2 separate regions of the Mus musculus genome follow, and region 2 is linked to region 1. A link is a contact called in public Hi-C data. All regions are on one chromosome and are shown on one strand. Each heading gives the region's core, a stretch centred on a gene start, on an enhancer-like site or on the middle of the called end of the contact. The rest is flanking DNA. Distances are from core to core; before and after follow the strand shown. Region 1 holds the start of Eif4ebp2 (eukaryotic translation initiation factor 4E binding protein 2). Region 2 holds the start of Vps26a (VPS26 retromer complex component A).

Region 1 (5,971 bases), core at 1,981-4,480:
CACTGTACATCTCTAAACACCACCAAGCTAAATGCTATAAAAGACTGCCCAGCATGCCATGGTGGTACATATTTTTAAACCCAGCACCAGAGAGGCAGAGGCAGGTGGAACCCTGAGTTTGAGGCTGGCCAGGGCTACACAATGAGACCCTGTCTCAAAAACACAGTTCAGCTCTAAACCCTACAGTGCCATCTCCTTATAACCAGGAAGCAAGCCCTCCTCATCAAAATCCCAAAACTGCTAGGCATGGTTGCCTTTAATGCAACTGCTCAGGAGGCAGAGGCAGGGGCCTCTCAGTGAGTTCCAGGGACAGGGATACCACCGTAGAAGGGTAAATGAATGTTTCTGGTAGATCCTCCCAAGCATCTCAGAACTAGGTCAAGTTGCAAGGCAGCTTCTATCTTTAAAGCACTACAGGCCTTCCCTACTTCTGAAAGCACAGCAGCTTGCTGTCTGAAATATGTCCACAGGGTTTTTCCCTCTCTAGAGCTTCCCGCAGAAGAACAATATCAATGTACAGCTAAAAAGTTTGCTTCCGGGGCTGGTGAGATGGCTCAGTGGTTAAGAGCACCTGACTGCTCTTCCAAAGGTCCGAAGTTCAAATCCCAGCAACCACATGGTGGTCCACAACCATCCATAATGAGATATGACTCCCTCTTCTGGAGTGTCTGAAAACAGCTACAGTGTACTTACATATAATAAAAATAAAATAAATCTTAAAAAAAAAAATTGCTTCTTCCCCAAGTAGGGCAGGGCTAAATGCACCTGTTACTGTCATGTGTGCTCTGAGCTGCTAGAAGCATGGGCATTTTACTCATCAATATCACAAAGACCTCTGGAGTTAATTACAGATCACCTTAGAAATGTGTGTGTGTGTGTGTGTGTGTGTGTGTATGTATGTATATATATAGAGAGAGAGACAGACAGATGGACAGACATGCTCTTACTATGTCGCCTTGGCTGTCCTGGGCCCCTGGAGCTCACTTTGTACAATGGGCCAGCCTTCAACTCCCAGAGATCATCCTGCCTCTGCCTGACCAGTGCTGGCCACTAATCTGTTTCCTAAAAGTTATCTGTTCAAGTGGAGACAATTCCATCCAGGGCTGACTAAGAGCTTTCCCGACTTTTGTTACACCAGATAACACACACCAATAAATCCCAGCACTGGCAAGGCTAATAGTCCAAGATCATGGGTTTGGGTCCAAGGTAGTGTGGACCATATGGAGAAAAAAAAACTGTTTCAAGAAAAGCAAGAGGAAAGGAAGAGAGAAGGAAAAGACCATATAAGGAAGCTGTCTTCAGCCAGGCAGTGGTGGCTCACGCCTTTAATCCCAGCACTCGGGAGGCAGAGGCAGGCAGATTTCTGAGTTCAAGGCCAGCCTGGTCTAGAGAGTGAGTTTCAGGACAGCCAGGGATACACAGAGAAACCATCTTGAAAAACAAAAATAAACAAAGCTGTCTTCAGCAACTTAAACCACTACCCTCTCACCAGATCTCCACTGTCTTTCCTTAAACCTGGCTCTCTCTAAGGAGTGCAGCTTCCCTCCTGCCTGGGTCATTTGGAAGGTCTTTCCGGACATTTATGCCTTTCTGCCATCCCTTTTCTGGACCGGCCTGGCTGGATCCTCTGCCAACTTTTCTCCTAGATGTTTGCTTTGATTTTTTTTTTTTTTTTTTTTTTTTGCCCCCTTCCTTGTTTGGTTGGTTTTTTTGTTTGTTTTTTTGAGACAGGGTGTGACACTGTAGCACAGGCTGTCTTGGAACTCTTTTTTTTTTTTTTTTTTTTTTTTTGAGACAGGGTTTCTCAGTATAGCCCTGGCTGTCCTGAAACTCCTCTGTAGACCAGGCTGAACTCCAAATCCGCCTGCCTCTGCCTCCCAAGTGCTGGGATTAAAGGTGTGTGCCACCACTGCCTGGCCTTGGAACTCATTATATTGCCAGGGCTAGCCTTAAACTGCCATTCTCCTACCCCGTCTTTCTGGAGTAGTAGGGTCACAGCCCTAACTACCACACACAGCCTTCTGGACTGCTGTCTCTTGGTGTTGGCAAGGTCCCCTTACTCTGTGCCTTCCAATTGCACAAGATTCCAGGATGGCCAGGCCCACTTTTAAGTGATTGGTTAGGAGTCCTGTCTCATGATCAGCGATCTATAGACTGTAAGGGCTGCTAACCAAATCTTCACCCTCTAGCTGAAGCCCAGCCCCCGGGGTCACCAAAAGAAGGCAAAGTTCTGAGATTAGGGACAGAAAGCCAGTTCCCTTCATGAAGGCACCGGAAGAACCCCTTCCAGGCTCCTCCCTCTTAGAGAACAGCCCAGAAAAGAGACAAACAACCTTTGCGCTTCCTCCTCTCGTGACCAATTCAACATACTTTATTTACCTCTTCTCCAGTGATAGTAAACGGATCCCGGCCATCTTTTGAAAAGCAACTTCAGGAACCTCCCTTTGCATCGCTTTTTTCTACAAGCCCTTTCCCTAGGATCAAGCAACCTAACCCGACTAGTGTGTGCTGTTTGACAAAGCACCTTTAAAACCGCTCTTCGAAAGCCCTGATCTGAAACCTGACAGCGCCTCTACCAAAGCCAACAACTTCTTGGATACCAAAGGAGCTATTTTACACGTCCCACTTGTGGGAGCTGGGGCTCCCCCAACCTTTGATGACTCCTCTAACAAAGTAAACAATGCTGTCAAAGGAGGCTAACACTGGGCGAGGCATGCAGAGTGCATGCCAGCCTCGTCTCGGAACTCTCGGCGCAGCCAGACCAGTCATCTTAGGCTTCCGCGCCAGGTCCGTCTCCCCGACTTCCCTCTCCCCAAAGCCCGTAGGACAGCTCCAGAGGCAAGCCCCGCTGCGCAGAATGCACGGTCTGCAGCACACCGTACGGGCAGCGGGGAGGAAGCTGTTGGTCGAGCATGCAGTGCCACGCGCCAGCCGTGATGGCGGGCAGGCCGGGCGCGGCTCACCTCCCGGCGTTGTGGAGAACAGCGTCCCCCCGGGCGTGGTGCAGTAGTCCTGAGGTAGCTGCGCGGCGTCGCTGATAGCCACGGTGCGCGTGGGGATGGCGCGGCTCTGGCTGGGCTGGTGGCTACCACCGGCCGACGCGGACATGGCTCCGACGCGGGCTCGAGGCTTTGTGCAGCAGCGGCGGCGGCGGCGGCGGCGGCGGCGGCGGGGCCGGGCGGCTCTGGCTCCTCACGCTCGGCTCTCAACTCGCCTGCTCTCGCCCGGTCGTCCCGCTGCGATACCGCTCCCGCTGCCGCCGCCGCCGCCGCCGCCCGGTCCTCCGGCCTCCGCCTGCAGCCTCAGCAGCAGCAGGAGCAGCAGCGGCAGCAGCGGCAACGATGACTACCGGAAGCGGTCGAAGGCGGGAGCAAGGGGTAGTAGAGGGAGGGACAATATGGAAGCCGGACGTGACGTTGGAGGGCGTGTCTGAGGCGAGTGGGCGGGTAGCTGGGGGCGTGACTGAGGCAGCCGAAGGCTAGAGGCAGAGGGTGAACCCGGAAATCCGGGAAAAAGGAAGTGTTGAAGGGTGGAGCCTTAGGGTGGGCGGGACTTTGAGGGGCGGGGCTGAGTTCAGAGGAACATAATAGACTCCCAGTGAAGCTGAGTGTAGGTGATTAAGGCACGCGGGAGGGGGGGGAAGCGGGGTGTGTGTGTGTGTGTGTGTGTGTGTGTGTGTGTGTGTGTGTGTGTGTGTGTGTGTGTGTGTGTGTGTGTGTGTGTGTGTGTGTGTGTGTGTGTGTGTGTGTGTGTGTGTGTGTGTGTGTGTGTGTGTGTGTGTGTGTGTGTGTAATTGTTTGTGGTGTGTAAGTGTGGACTAACAGTACTTTCTTAGGGCTTACTTCATATTCCCATCTATATCTAACCATTAAAAGTATAACTCGGGCTGGAGGGATGGCTCAGTGGTTAAGAGCACTGTCTTCTAGAGATCCTGAGTTCAAATCAGCAACCACATGGTGGCTCACAACTATCTGTAATGGGATCCGATGCCCTCTTCTGATGTGTCTGAAGACAGCTACAGCGTACTCATATACATAAAATAAATAAATAAATCTTTTTAAAAAATTATAACTCTGGGAGCCCACAAGATGGCTCAGCAGGTAAAGAAAGGCATTTGTCACCAAGCCTGCAGACCTGAGTTCCACCACCCAGAAGCCACAAGGTGAAAGGGGAGACCGACTCTCCCAAGTTATCCTCTGACTTCTCCACTAGTCCATGAGCACCCATCTGCCTGCCCATAAATAAATAAATGTAATCAAAGTTTTTGTTTGTTTGTTTGTTTGTTTGTTTCGTTGGTTGGTTTTTCGAGACAGGGTTTCTCTGTATATCCTGGCTGTCCTGGAGCTCACTTTGTAGACCAGGCTAGCCTCGAACTCAGAAATCCACCTGCTTCTGCCTCCTGAGTGCTGGGATTAAAGTCGTGCACCACCACACCCAGCTAATCAAAGTTATTTTAAGAAGTATAATTTTAATTGCTCATTATTAAAGGAAAGCAATGCGTACACGATGAACTAAGGGTTTAACCATCAATGACTCTGAGGAAGGGCTCAGTAGTTAAGAGCGCTTGTTGCTGTTGCAGAGCACCGAGAGGACCAGAGTTTAGTACCTAGCACACTTGTAGTGGCTCAGAAGCACCCATAACTCCAGTTCAGGGAATCTGACCTACCTTATCTTCTGATCTCTGCAACACCAGGCAGAGATGTAACATGATGTAACATGATGCATTTACATATATGTAGACAAAGCACTACAAGAAATAGCAGGATAAGCCGGGCATGGTGGCGCACGCCTTTAGTCCCAGCACTCGGGAGGCTGAGGCAGGTGGATTTCTGAGTTCGAGGCCAGCCTGGTCTACAGAGTGAGTTCCAGGACAGCCAGGGCTACACAGAGAAACCCTGTCTCAAAAAAAAAAAAAAAAATAGCAGGATGGTTAGGAGTGTAAGGTTCACCTAAGCTTCACAACTAGTTTGAGGCCAGCCAGGGATACAAGAGACTGTCTGAAAAACTAATGAAAAGAACAAGATGAGGAGACAGGTCCACTTGTAAGATTGCTTACTATGTAAGCATCAGGACTTGAGTTCAATTCCCATCATCCACATAAAAAAAAAAAATTTTTTTAAAGTCCAGACATTCCAGCACTTGGGAGGCAGAGGCAGGTGGATCTCTGCGTTTGAGGCCAGCCTGGTCTACTGAGTAAGTTCCAGAACAGGCAGGACTACACAAGAGAAACCTTGTCTTGAAAAGACAACAACAACAACAAAAACCCAAGGCCGTATATGAAGCATCCCCCATGCTGTGGAGAGCAGAGGCTGGGGTTATAACTGGGGCTTGCTGGTTTCCACCCCAGCTCAAAGTTCAATGAGACCCTGTTGCAACGTATCCTGGTTAGATTTTTTTTTCCTTAACTTGACACAAGCTAGAGTCCTCTGAGAAAGAAAACCTCAATCGAGACAGTGTCTTCATCAGATTGAGACCTTAGGTGATCCTGTGGGTGGTACATTTTCTTCTTCTTTCTTAAAATTTTATTTATTTGTTTTTGTTTTGTTGTTTTGCTTTTTAGTATAGAATAGAGTTTATTCAGGGGATGGGGAGGAGAGTTGAGAAAAAGTGTGTGTGTGTGTGTGTGTGTGTGAGAGAGAGAGAGACAGAGAGAGAGAGAGAGAGAGAGAGAGAGAGAGAGAGAGAGAGAGAGAGAGAGAGGCCAAAAGCATGTGGAGAGAGAGAGGGGAAGGAGCTCCTTGTGTATTTTTTAATGTAGGAATGTTCTTTCTGCACGTACATCTACATGGCAGAAAAGGGCATCAGATCTCTTTATAGATGGTCGTGAACCTAGATCTGGTTGCTGGGAATCAAACTCGGGACCTCAGGATCTCTGGAAGAGCAGCCAGTGTTCGTGACTGCTGAGCCATCTCACCAGTCCATGGGCATTTTCTTGATTAGTGATTTATATGGGAGGCTGCCATCCCTGTGC
Region 2 (5,971 bases), core at 1,029-3,528, 1.0 Mb after region 1:
AATCCGCTGGCCTCTGTCTCCCAAGTGCTGGGATCAAAGGCGTGTGCCACCACGCCCAGCTATGAAAGATGTTTTACATGTAAAATGATATATGGCAACTTTTTTCTACATATATTCTCTATGTAACACACCGAAAGGTCTTTTCCAATTTGAAATTTAACATTTAAAGTCACAAATACTATTTTAACAAAATTAAATTGCCACTAAAGCTGCCAAAACACACAAGAAAACACAGTTCTGCAATATTTTTCAATAACAGGGCTGGCTCAATGGTTAGGAGCACTGGCTGCTCTTCCAGAGGACCCAGGTTCAGATTCCCAGCATCCAAATAGCAGCTCACAACTGACTTTAACTACAGTACCAGGAGTGCTGAGGCTTTCTTGAGGCCCTCCAACAAGCACAAGGTGCCAAGACATACATTGTTTAGCATTACCATCTAGCAAAACTACACGTGGATACATAAAAATGTAACAAACTCTGTGGGCACCATTTAAGGAAATTTATTAAGTCTGCTTGATGTAAAGAAACAGAACTTGAAGGAAAGGAAAAACATAATCAAAATATATAGGAAAAAAATTTCAGTAAGAAAAAAACTGAACAGAGCTCAGAGGAACCAAAGCTTCCACAATGTATTCACTTGAGCCCACACACAATGAAACAGCAAATTCTCATACATACATGTGTGCCCATACAAAGGCTTTAAAGCTTTACAATTTCGTTTGACAAATACCTTAAAAATAAAAAAAAAAATTGCTCTTAAACTTAACTAGAAGGGCCGGGCGTGGTGGCGCACGCCTTTAATCCCAGCACTCGGGAGGCAGAGGCAGGCGTATTTCTGAGTTCGAGGCCAGCCTGGTCTACAAAGTGAGCTCCAGGACAGCCAGGGCTATACAGAGAAACCCTGTCTCGAAAAACCAAAAAAAAAAAAAAAAAAAAAAAAACTTAACTAGAAGGACTAATTCAACTAAGTAACCAAGAAGAGAGCAATTTAAGCTTTCTTTTCAAATTATAAACAGTGAAAGGAGGACTCCCTAACAGCCTACTAATTCCTTCTTAGTTATTTACAGCAGTTGTAATTTCCACCTTAAACTAATTTATCTAAACAAATGCTTAACTCTCCAGAGTCTGTAAGCTGCAAGGAAGCAAGCAGTTTGCCTTGTTTATCTGTCCCTGGACTCACCCAAAATACTGTTTAAGAAAACGCTCCCTGAATGAACTTCTCCCCCACCCCCCAAACCCTAGAGAAAGCAAATAATTTCTGACTCAAAGTTATTTAATCAAAGCAACGTTTTAAAAATAGACCTGGCTGGCTGGCTTGAGACGAGAAGTTTCAAGCAGTTTATTAAAAGTGGCGAGCTTGGGAAGAGCGGGTAGTATAAGGGGAGCGCACAGTGGGCTCTCATGGAGTATATGCTAAATAACACGAGCCAAAGGAGCTCTAATCTATAGACCGCGGGCGCGTAGTTAAACACTAGCGCGCCCAACGGTGCTTTCCATTAAGTGTGGTTAAGTGCTCTGATTTTCATCCCTGCCTGGGCTCCCAAGACACTGCAACATCCCAAAGTGCTAAGTTATAGAAATCGCTTAGGGAAGGAAGTGAAACCAAGTGCTTAAATCGGCGTCTGGAGATATAAATGAGGGGTCTCGGCTCCGACACCCTCTTGTCTCCCCTCCCTTCCCCTCCTATTCTACAAGTGCCAAAAGCCTCCACCCGAATCAAGAAATCGCAGAATGTCTCCACAACCAGCTTAAAGAAAATAAGCGGACTCTATCGAGCTCGGGACGAGGAAGGTGAGCAGGTCTCGCCAGAGTCCGGAACTGGGAGAGAGGGCACTGACTGTCCTCGGCTACCTTGGAAGGCGAGGCTGCCGAGCTCCGGCTGGGCGGGCTGCGGGTGCCCAGCCAGGGTCCCCACAGCCGGTCGAGGAAGGCGGGCAGAGGCTCCGACATGGCCGGGACAGTGCCGCCGGCCGCAGGTGCTCAGGCCTGGCCGGGAGCGGGCAGCCGTCAGGCCTCACCGCTCCGCGCCCCTTCCCTGCAGGCTCGGCGCCGCGCCCGCCGTTGGGAGTCCCGCCGCGCGCCCCACGGCCCCGCGGGAGACGACCTCGCAGGCAGGCCGCCGCGCACTCACCATTGTCACCGCCGCCGGGTCGCCCACTCCACTCGGCTTTCCCTCAGAAGAACTCCCAGCCTGGGTGCCTGCGCCCCGCCGCCCGTCACGTGACCGTAGGCCATCAGCCGCACGTGACCACTCCTTTTCCTCTTCTCCCTCCCCCCCCCACCCCGCCCCGCTAGAGGCCCCGCCCTGCTAGAGGCCCCGCCCTTCAGGAAGGCCGTTTCGAGGCGGGGCTCCTCCGCCCCGCCTTTCGGTTGAGGGCGTGGTCTGGGTGGGTGACGTCTGGTGGGAGGAGTCAAAGATCTGTCTTCTCAGTCCAGCAACCCTAGAGCTAGTTGTCACGTGACGAGCCGTGCGCTGTCAAACTCCTCCCTCCGGCACGCCCATTTCCTTTTCCCTAGGGAAACTTGGGGGACTCGAGGGTTTGTGCGGGAGGCGTGTCTTTGCGGGCTTGCTGCAGTTCCGACCTTTGCGCCTGATCTGTTTCCCGCCTCAGCCCCGAGAATTGTTGGCCTCCGAAGAGACGGTTAGGGAGAAAAGCTAATCTTTAAAGCACATCCTTTGCAGTCCACGGATAGCTCGTGACGCAGCCTTCCAAGCCGGAGAGGCAGTACTCTCAAATCGGTTCCGCCCTCCTTACCCCCCCTCCCCGGCAACAGCCCTTCCTAAAAGTTTCGCAAGCGTGCAAAACGCAGCTCTCCAACACTCTGATCCAGTCAGTCATTGTAGTGGAGGCCCAGAAAACCTGAGGATAGATGAAATACTACGAAGGCTTAGGAACTGAACCTTTCATTCAGATTTATGGGCGGAGGGGTGTCATCAGCCCTATCATAACGAAACTCAACTTGGGGAGTAGAGTGTCAAGTTGTAAGTCTAAAATATTTAAAGGTTAAAATGAGGCTTCGGTCTCCAATCGCGACAGAATTCAAATACTGGAAATGAGTCTTTTGTTTGTAAGACAGGGGTTCTCATGTACTCATGTAGACTAGGCTAGCCTCAAGTGGAGAGTGAGCACCTCCAAAGTGCCTTCCCAATGCTGTAATTGCAGGAGTCACTGGTGGTTTTATGCATTGCTGCAGATGGAACACTGCACTTCCTTCATGCATGCAGGAGAAATCTGCCTAAAATGATATTATCTGAAAACAAATCTTAAAGATTGCTATGCCAGGGAGCTTTGGAACGAATGGATGTTTGTGTGTATATTTATTGTTGAGACAGGGTCTCACTAGGTGTCCCAGGCTCCTCTGGAATATGCTATGTAGCCCAGGCTGTCAAGAAACACATCTGTCCTCCTTCAGCCTTCCCAATATTGGAGATTACCTGTCATATTTACAGACGGGTAAAATAGTATGGGGACAGAGAAGGGAGTTTAGATCTCAAAATACTATTGATTAAAACCCTGTGATGCAGATGGCTTGGATGAAGGAGCATCACCCACTCTATAAAGAAGGATAAGTCAGGTATAGAGGTTCATAGCTGTAATCCCAGCTCTCCGGAGACAGAAGAAGTAGAAGAATCGCCATGAATTAAAAGACCCCTGGAGATTACACAGTTAGTCCCCTGAATGACCTGGGCTACAGTGTGAGACCTTGTTACAAGGAAACAAAAGAGAGAAACAATTGCGCATAGTCTAAGATCTGAAAGGTTAACTGTGTTTGTTGGTTCTAGCACCATTTGCTCAAAATACTTTCCCCTGTAAACTGCTGTGGTGTGGTATGCTTGTCAAAAATCTATCGATTGGGGCTAGAGAGATGGCTGAGCTAAGTCAAGAGCACTTGCTGGCTACCCCTTCAGAAGCATGAGATTTGATTCCCAGCATCCAAATAGTGGCTCCTTACCAGGGGGATCTGATGCCCTCTTCTGGTCTCCATGAGCATCACATATGCAGGTTTTGTACAGAAGGTCTGCAAAACCTCCATGCACCCAAAGAAAGACTCAAGGAGGTAAAATAAAAACAATACTGGGTCTTCCATTCATGAGCACTGTGCATTTTTCTAATTTTTACCTTTTTTTAGTGTTCTTCACCAGTGTTTCTAATTTCCAGTGTTATACATTTTTATTAAATTTATCTCTAAGTGCCTGTATTTTTTAACACTATTGTAAATAAAACTAAGTTTTTCATTTTTCAGTTCTTCGTTGTGATGTGTGTAACTTTCCTGTATTGACTGTGTACCCTGCAGTCTTCCTAAATTTCTTTGATGATTTGCTCTAGGCTCACACATACACACACACACACACACACACACCTTTTTTAACCTGGGTTTCTTTTTTCCTTTGTGGAGCTGAGGACTGAACCAGAGCCTCATGGATCCCAATCAACCAGCCTACCACTAAGCCACATCCTCGGCTGTCTTCCTGGAATTTCTTGAAATCCTAGATTGAGCATCCTAAATGGATTTTCACTTTCTTTCCTGTCTTCCATCTGTCTCTTGTTGTTTTCCTTTTTCCTTTTCATGTTTCTTTATTCTGGGAGGTGTATATTACATGGTGTGCATGGAGAGCAGAATTTGTACATGTCACTTCTGGGAATTGAGCCCAGGTCCTCAGGCCTGTCAGCAAACACATTTATCTGATGAGCCATCTCACCTGTCCTTGTTTTTCTTTTTGTCCCAGAAATGGTCTTAGTACATATCTCAGGCTGACGTTAGACTCTTGATTCTCCTGCCTCAGTCCCTGAATGCAAAAATTATATCATGAGCCACCATGTTTGCTCATGTTCCAGTTCTCATGATGATGATGATGAGTTTGTGTGTGTGTGTGTGTGTGTGTGTGTGTGTGTGTGTGTGTGTGTATTGTTTGGCATAGCTCTCCGTGAGCTTTCTCTCTCTCTTTTTTTAAAGATTTACTTATTATTATACATAAGTAGCTGTCTTCAAACACTCCATAAGAGGGCATCAGATCTCGTTATGGATGGTTGTGAGCCTCCATGTGATTGCTGAGATTTGAACTCATGACCTTCAGAAGAGCAGTCAGTGCTCTTAACCACTGAGCCATCTCACCAGCCTCGAGCTTTCTCTTTTAGTGTTCAAACTCCTGTGTAATCTATCCTTGAATTCTATCAAAGTCGGTTTGTGTGACCAACAGAATAGCGTGGTGTGGCTGCCTCAAGCTGCTCCTGACTTGGTTTCTCCTGGACCATTCCCTTCTAACAACATCCACTCCCATGGTGTAAAGCCCCATGGAGAGGACATCTCCCCTCTCTTCTGAAAACAGATGGGAGTACCAACTTTCCAACTATTTTCGAATACCAATGTGGAAACTTTCTTTTTCATCCTTGACCAAGTCTTCAGATGACTCTAGCTCTGGTGAATATCCTAACTGTACTTTTAAAATTTTATTTTTATGTGTGTTAGTGTTTTGCCATAACGTGTGTCTGGGTAAGGATGCCAGATCTCCTGGAATTGGAGTTACAAACAGTTGTGAGCCATGCCTTTAATTTCAGCACTCGGGAGGCAGAGGCAGGCAGATTTCTGAGTTCAAGGCCAGCCTGGTCTACAGAGTGAGTTCCAGGACAGGACAGCCAGGGCTACACAGAAAAACGATGTCTCAAAAAAACAAAACAAAACAAACAAACAAACAAAAAGACTTTCTAAATAGAATTTCCAGATAGTCTACTTAATTTCTGACCTGCATAAACTATAAAAATTCTAAAAATCTATTGCTTTAAGCCACCAAGGTTTTGGGTTTGTTTGGCTTTTTTTTGTTTGGTTCTGGGTTTTGTTTTGTTTTGTTTTTGGAGGGGGTTATCTCACTATCTAGCCTTGGCTGTCCTGCAATGTGTTAATCTTGAATTCACAGATTCACCTGACAAATCTTGGGATTAAAGATACAGATAAGCCATAGAGTTTTAAGGTG

Evidence for each region. A called contact is a pair of places that touch in the nucleus more often than the background predicts.
Region 2: a contact with region 1 is called in a Hi-C map of double positive thymocytes, with 7 times the contacts expected there. The contact joins the promoter of Vps26a here to the promoter of Eif4ebp2 in region 1. A contact is called at or near these places in 4 of 39 promoter capture datasets (the 3T3-L1 cell line, the C10 cell line, liver and 1 more) and 1 of 484 Hi-C or Micro-C datasets (double positive thymocytes).

Annotation. Positions count from the first base shown.
Region 1 is chr10:61,449,439-61,455,409 of GRCm38.p6, forward strand. Eif4ebp2 (eukaryotic translation initiation factor 4E binding protein 2) reads right to left here and starts at 3,231. Exons shown (of 3, transcript NM_010124.2): 1 at 2,964-3,231. The coding sequence starts at 3,108.
Region 2 is chr10:62,484,527-62,490,497 of GRCm38.p6, forward strand. Vps26a (VPS26 retromer complex component A) reads right to left here and starts at 2,279. Exons shown (of 9, transcript NM_133672.3): 1 at 2,132-2,279. The coding sequence starts at 2,134.